Linked DNA regions of Sus scrofa: region 1 is linked to region 2. Evidence: chromatin contacts called from public Hi-C data. All regions are on one chromosome and are shown on one strand. Each heading gives the region's core, a stretch centred on a gene start, on an enhancer-like site or on the middle of the called end of the contact. The rest is flanking DNA. Distances are from core to core; before and after follow the strand shown. Region 1 overlaps ABLIM1 (actin-binding LIM protein 1). Region 2 overlaps AFAP1L2 (actin filament-associated protein 1-like 2).

Region 1 (2,724 bases), core at 20-2,519, 220 kb after region 2:
CCACGGTTACAGAAGACATGGGGAATTAATAAACCATTTACAATCTCCATGGGTAAAATCAATTAGAAAAAACAACAACAAAAAAAATCAAAGATCAGAGAATGGATAACAAAATGTGGCATATCCATACAATGGAATATTAGCCTTAAAAAAGCAAGGAAATCCTGTCACATGCTGAAACATGAGCCTCGAGGACATAATACTAAGTGAAATAAGCCCATCCCCCAAAACACAAATACTGTATAATTCCACTTATATCAGATACTCAGTGTAGTCAAATTCATAGAGACAGAAATTAGATGGTCCCAGACAGGGGCTGAGGGAATAAGGGAAGGGAGAATCATTGTTTAATAAGTTATGGGGTTTAGGTTTTATAAGACATAGTTATAGAGACACATGGCGGTAATGGTTTCACAACATTACGAATATACTTAATACACTGAACTGTACACTTAGAAATAAATACTTAAGGGAGTTCCCTTGTGGCACAGTGGGTTAAGGATCCAGCATTGTCACTGCAGCATCTCAGGATGCTGCTGTGGTGCAGGAACTTCCACATGCTGCAGGCGTGGCCAAAAAAATTAAGATAGTATGTTTTATGTCATGCGGATTTTGCCATAATTTTAAAAATCGGGAAAAAAAAAAACAAAAAAAAGGGATTACAGGCTTTACAACAAATCCAGAATCATCATGCTTCGCCCACAGTGGGTCAGAGGATAAAAGGCAGAGTGTGGAGACCAGTCCTGATTTGTACAGGGAGCCAAGCCAGACTGACTCACGAGCTGTCATGTGTCAGGATGCTCACGGTGCAGGAACTTTTTGAGGCCACACACCCATCTGAGGGGATGGCACGCCCACTGGGTGGGTCTGGAATCCTCCAGAACCCTACTGCAAACTGCCAAAACCCCACCTCTGAGGGCCTGTGTGGACAGCAGCCCAGCCTTCACCCTCACCCAGCGCCCCCCAGGAGGCCTGGGGCCAGTCCTGGTGATGCCAGGCCCTGGCAGATGCCGAGGACACTGATTTACTCAGGCCTTCGGGGGTGGGAGTGGGGGGGGGGGAAGACACACCAGAGTAAGCAGATGTGTCTTCAAAACGGCATGTTCTTGGCCTTGTTTTATTTTAGAGGTGCCTTCCCACAGCTGTTGAGCTAAATCACACACGCCAGCCCTTTCCCCGTCTCCCCAGCTCTTTTGAGGGGACACAGTCCCCATGTGTGGACTGAGGAGACGGTTGCTTTAACCCACGCTTTCCACACATGTGGGGGCTCCAAGCTGGCAGCTGGGCTCCCTGTCTTCCCGCCTTTCTTGCCACAGCCAAACATCTGGGCAAGAACTCTGGTGTTTTAAGACTGTCTTATTTATGTATCTGTGATTGAATTAGAATCAACACACAGGAGTGTATGAGTTTCAGGGGCACCCCATGGGGATTTGGGATTTTTGTACATTGATCATCACGATAAGTCTAAAGCTCATCTTATTGGTGGGTTTTGAGGGTTTGTTTGTTTGTTTGTTTTTGATTTTTACAGCCACACCCGCAGCATAGGGACATCCCTAGGCTAGGGGTCAAATTGGAGCTGCAGCTGCCCGCCTACACCACAGCCTCAGCAATGTAGGATCCACGCTACATCTGTGATCTATGCTGAAGCTCGAGGAAATGCCAGATCCTTAACCCACTGAGCAAGGCCAGGGATCAAACCCACATCCTCACAGGTACTATGTCAGGTTCCTAACTTGCTGAGCCACAACAGGAACTCCTTATTGGAGGGTTTTTGTTGTTTGTTTGTTTGTTTGCTTAGGGCGGCACCCATGACATATGGAAGTTCCCAGGCTAGGGGTCAAATTGGCCCTACAGCTGCAAGCCTACACCACAGACACAGCAACTTGGGATTCGAGCTGTGTCTTACACCTACACCACAGCTCATGGCAATGCTAGATCCTTAACCCACTGAGTGAGGCCAGGGATCGAACCTCATGGATACTAGTCAGATTCATTTCTCCTGTGCCCCAATGGGAACTCCCTTATTGACGTTTTAAGATTTCCCAATTGCTCCCAACTCTGCAGGTTTATTTCAGTTCTGGGCAGCAGATCAAAGTTGGGAAGCCCAAAGGAGATGCTGTCGGGTCCCACTCAAGGTCCCCTCCTGAGAGCAGTGCTGGGGGCTCCATGGAGGCACAAGGACACATTCAGAGGATAGGAAAGGACCATTGCACTTTGCATCTTGTGATAAGACCACTGGACTTCAAGCTGCCCTCTGCATGGGTCACGTTCATCTTCTCCAATAGTTTTCCTAGGGATGTGCTTCACCCTGAGCCCCAGGACCCAGGACCCAGCCCTGACCATCGTCAGACTCACATTGAAAGTGCTCCTGGAAAGGCCATGAAAACCCCTCCTCCTCCCTATGTGTGGGGAATGGGCGGCCACTTCTCAGGGCTGATTCCAACGAGTGCCTCCACTGTTCTGTGTCCAGAGTTCTCCTAACTGGCCTCCCTGTCTCCACTCTCACTCCCTTTCCATCTATTTAAAAAAAAAAAAAATTGAGGGGAGTTCCTGCCATGGCTCAGTGGAAATGAATCTGACTAGTATCCATGAGGACGCAGGTTCAATGCCTGGCCACTCTCAGTGGGTTAGGGATCTGGCATTGCCATGAGCTGTGGTGTAGGTTGCAGATGCAGCTCACATCTGGCATTGCTGTGGCTGTGGGGTAGGCCAGGGGTTACAGTT
Region 2 (2,700 bases), core at 160-2,659:
GGCTAATGATCCCGGAGAGGCCTGGTAACGGTGTATTTTGGGTGACACCTCTCTTTTGTGAATGATCACATTTCAATTTCAACAGCTCTAATTCATGCATGTAATACTACCGGATCCCTGCTAAGAAATATCAAAACGCGAATTTATTTTTGTTTACGGTTTCAGTATACACCTGACACCAGGTCAAATCGTTCGGACAAATCAGGAACTAAATCCCCGTGACGTTGGTGCCTATATTTTCCCAGGAGACAATACAGCATTCTCATCAAGCATACCTGCTGGGTAGTTCTATTTAAATGCCAAGATTGATTCTTGGCTTGATAATGAGAAAGCCCTGGAAATTCTATGAATATTACGGGTTTCCTTTCATGAGGAAAAACAGCTACTGGCTGGCATTGCTCAGTACAGCTCTGCCACCCCTTTGCCCTGTTTTCGTGATTGGAGGGGGTAGCTGAAAGCGGATTTCGACATTAATTGCTTTCCTTTTCCTACTCATTTTCAAGTGGATTTCTCAACACAGCTTTTCCTTGGACGGCCTGTAGTTCCTGCTGCAACCATCCCTGCCCTGGGCAATGGTAACAGCTTCTCATTTTATCCCTTCCTACCCCCCCCCCGCCCCCGGCAGCTGGAAGAAGTGTCTGGGAAGCCAAATCTGAACAGGCCACCTTCCCTTGAACCCCTTCAGGGTCTCTCTCCCCTCTTAGGATCAACCTTGCTTTCCTCCCCACCTCCCCTGCCCCACACAAGCTCTCCCTACTTAGCTCCCACCTGCCCAGCACGTGGACTTCCATACATATCACAGCACCTGCCCCACTGCTCTCTGGCAACTGGCCTTAAGTAATCGATGGGCAACATCTCACTCTTGTACTAGGAATGTAAGTTCCACTTCTTCACCATATTATTGTACTGAGTAGGTATCTGTCAATAGGATGGATGGATGAAGAGGGATGTGGATCTTTTAGCCACCAGAGGGCAGCATTGGCGCAAAATCTGGAGGAAGACCCCGGGATACAGGGCTAGGTGCACAGGAGTGGACTGGGGTGTGTTCTTAAACGCCTGTAAAGCCTTCTGCTGGGGACTGCCCAGCTCATTGCAAGGTATTATGTCACCTCTTATTTTTATAAATGGAACATAACATCAAGCAGGGTGGGGAGTGGGATTACTGTCATTGTATCACCAACCCTATTCTCCCCCAAGATAAGCCCTTACTGGTTGGCATTTTAATGTACTGGGCCCCATCTGGTGATACACAAACAAAATCACAAACCCGCTTTGAATCCCCAGAAAGTTTTTCCAGCAGCTCAGGGAGTTATAAATACTCCTCTTGCCCTAAGTGCAGGAAATAGCTCATTGTCCCGGTCCTATAACTCCACCACCCTGAGGTCAGAAAGGGAATGGAATTTTTTTTTTTTTTAAATGCAAACAATCTCAGGCAAAGGAAGTACAAATAAAGCCGCTGGGTGGACTCTCCCGTTGTGGGGCTGTGGTCCTCAGGACCTGCGGCAAGGGCCGTGACCTTGCCCCTGGGCCCTGCCCCTCCCCCACGGGCCAGCACTACCTCGAGCTTGGCCAGCTCCTCGCCGTTGTGGAGGATGCGGAAGGAGTAGAGGTGGTCCGGGCTCGGGTCTGGGACCACCTCACAGCCCACCAGGCTGAGGGGCTGCTGGGCCGCCTTGCTCCGGTTCCGGTCCTGGTAGAAGTACAGGTGACTGTCCCTGACGGAGCACCAGCGCGACTTCCACTGGCTGTTCACCAGCACGTTCAGGTAACCTGCGGGGAGGGATGCAGCTGAGGGCGCTGGGTGGCGGGGGGCGGCCAGGGATGCCTCCAGCCCCCTGAGAGGCTCCTCCAGAATCTCAGTTCTAAGACTTGCCAGGCTTGGAGTTCCCGTCGTGGCGCAGTGGTTAACGAATCCGACTAGGAACCATGAGGTCGCGGGTTCCATCCCTGGCCTTGCTCAGTGGGTTAGGGATCCGGTGTTGCCATGATCTGTGGTGTAGGTTACAGATGTGGCTCAGATCCCGAGTTGCTGTGGCTCTGGTGTAGGCTGGCGGCTACAGCTCCGATTCGACCCCTAGCCTGGGAACTCCACATGCTGCGGAAGCAGCCCAAGAAATGGCAAAAAGATAAAAAAAAAAAAAAAAAAAAAAAAAGACTTGCCAGGCTTTGCCCGAGAATAGTTCCAACCTTGCGGAGGCTGTGAATCGGACTTTCTCCCTCCTTTGCATTAGCAGCTTAAACCTTTTGAAGGTGGGCAGCACAGCACTACTGGTTTTTGGAAAGTGTCCAGAAGCAAGTGAGTTGGGTCTTAGACTAGAGGAGGCCGTGTGTGTGTTTGTGTGTGCGCGCTGTGTGTGTTGGCGTGCATGCATGTGCAAGTGGAGACTCCTTCACACACACCCCCTGCCTCCCTGCCTCATCTCCAGGCTCGAAGGCCTGTCCTCCTCCCTGCCTCTGCCGGCGGCTCAGGCCCCGCACAGGAAGCTCGCCCCAGCCACATGTCCTAGCTGCAGGTGCAACCCCCCCACCTCTGCAGACTCAGTTTCCTCAGCTGCTCTGACAACCTTGCCATCCCTGGGCCACTCAATCTCAGCCTGCAAAGTCCTCCTCCCCTCAGCCAGCTCCTCCTCCTCCTCCCAGAGGTGGCCGGCCTTGGCCCTCCCAGCTCTACTGCCTTCAGAACCCTTGAGTCCTCAAACA

Evidence for each region. Hi-C and Micro-C count contacts between places; a contact is called where the count stands out from the background.
Region 1: a Hi-C map of omental adipose tissue shows a contact between it and region 2, with 1.7 times the contacts expected there. The contact joins two enhancer-like sites. A contact is called at or near these places in 2 of 47 Hi-C or Micro-C datasets (mesenteric adipose tissue and omental adipose tissue).

Annotation. Positions count from the first base shown.
Region 1 is chr14:124,863,817-124,866,540 of Sscrofa11.1, forward strand. The region is part of intron 6 of ABLIM1 (actin-binding LIM protein 1); the gene reads right to left. Among named protein-coding and RNA genes, the nearest start is that of AFAP1L2, 130 kb to the left of the region's middle. Within about 2 kb of position 1,270, at least 5 of the 83 cell types and tissues checked have an H3K27ac peak or open chromatin away from gene starts, as enhancers often do. A contact at or near this core is called in omental adipose tissue, where this site is marked.
Region 2 is chr14:124,639,817-124,642,516 of Sscrofa11.1, forward strand. AFAP1L2 (actin filament-associated protein 1-like 2) reads right to left here. Exons shown (of 25, transcript XM_013983751.2): 14 at 1,559-1,770. Among named protein-coding and RNA genes, the nearest start is that of VWA2, 64 kb to the left of the region's middle. Within about 2 kb of position 1,410, at least 12 of the 83 cell types and tissues checked have an H3K27ac peak or open chromatin away from gene starts, as enhancers often do. A contact at or near this core is called in omental adipose tissue, where this site is marked.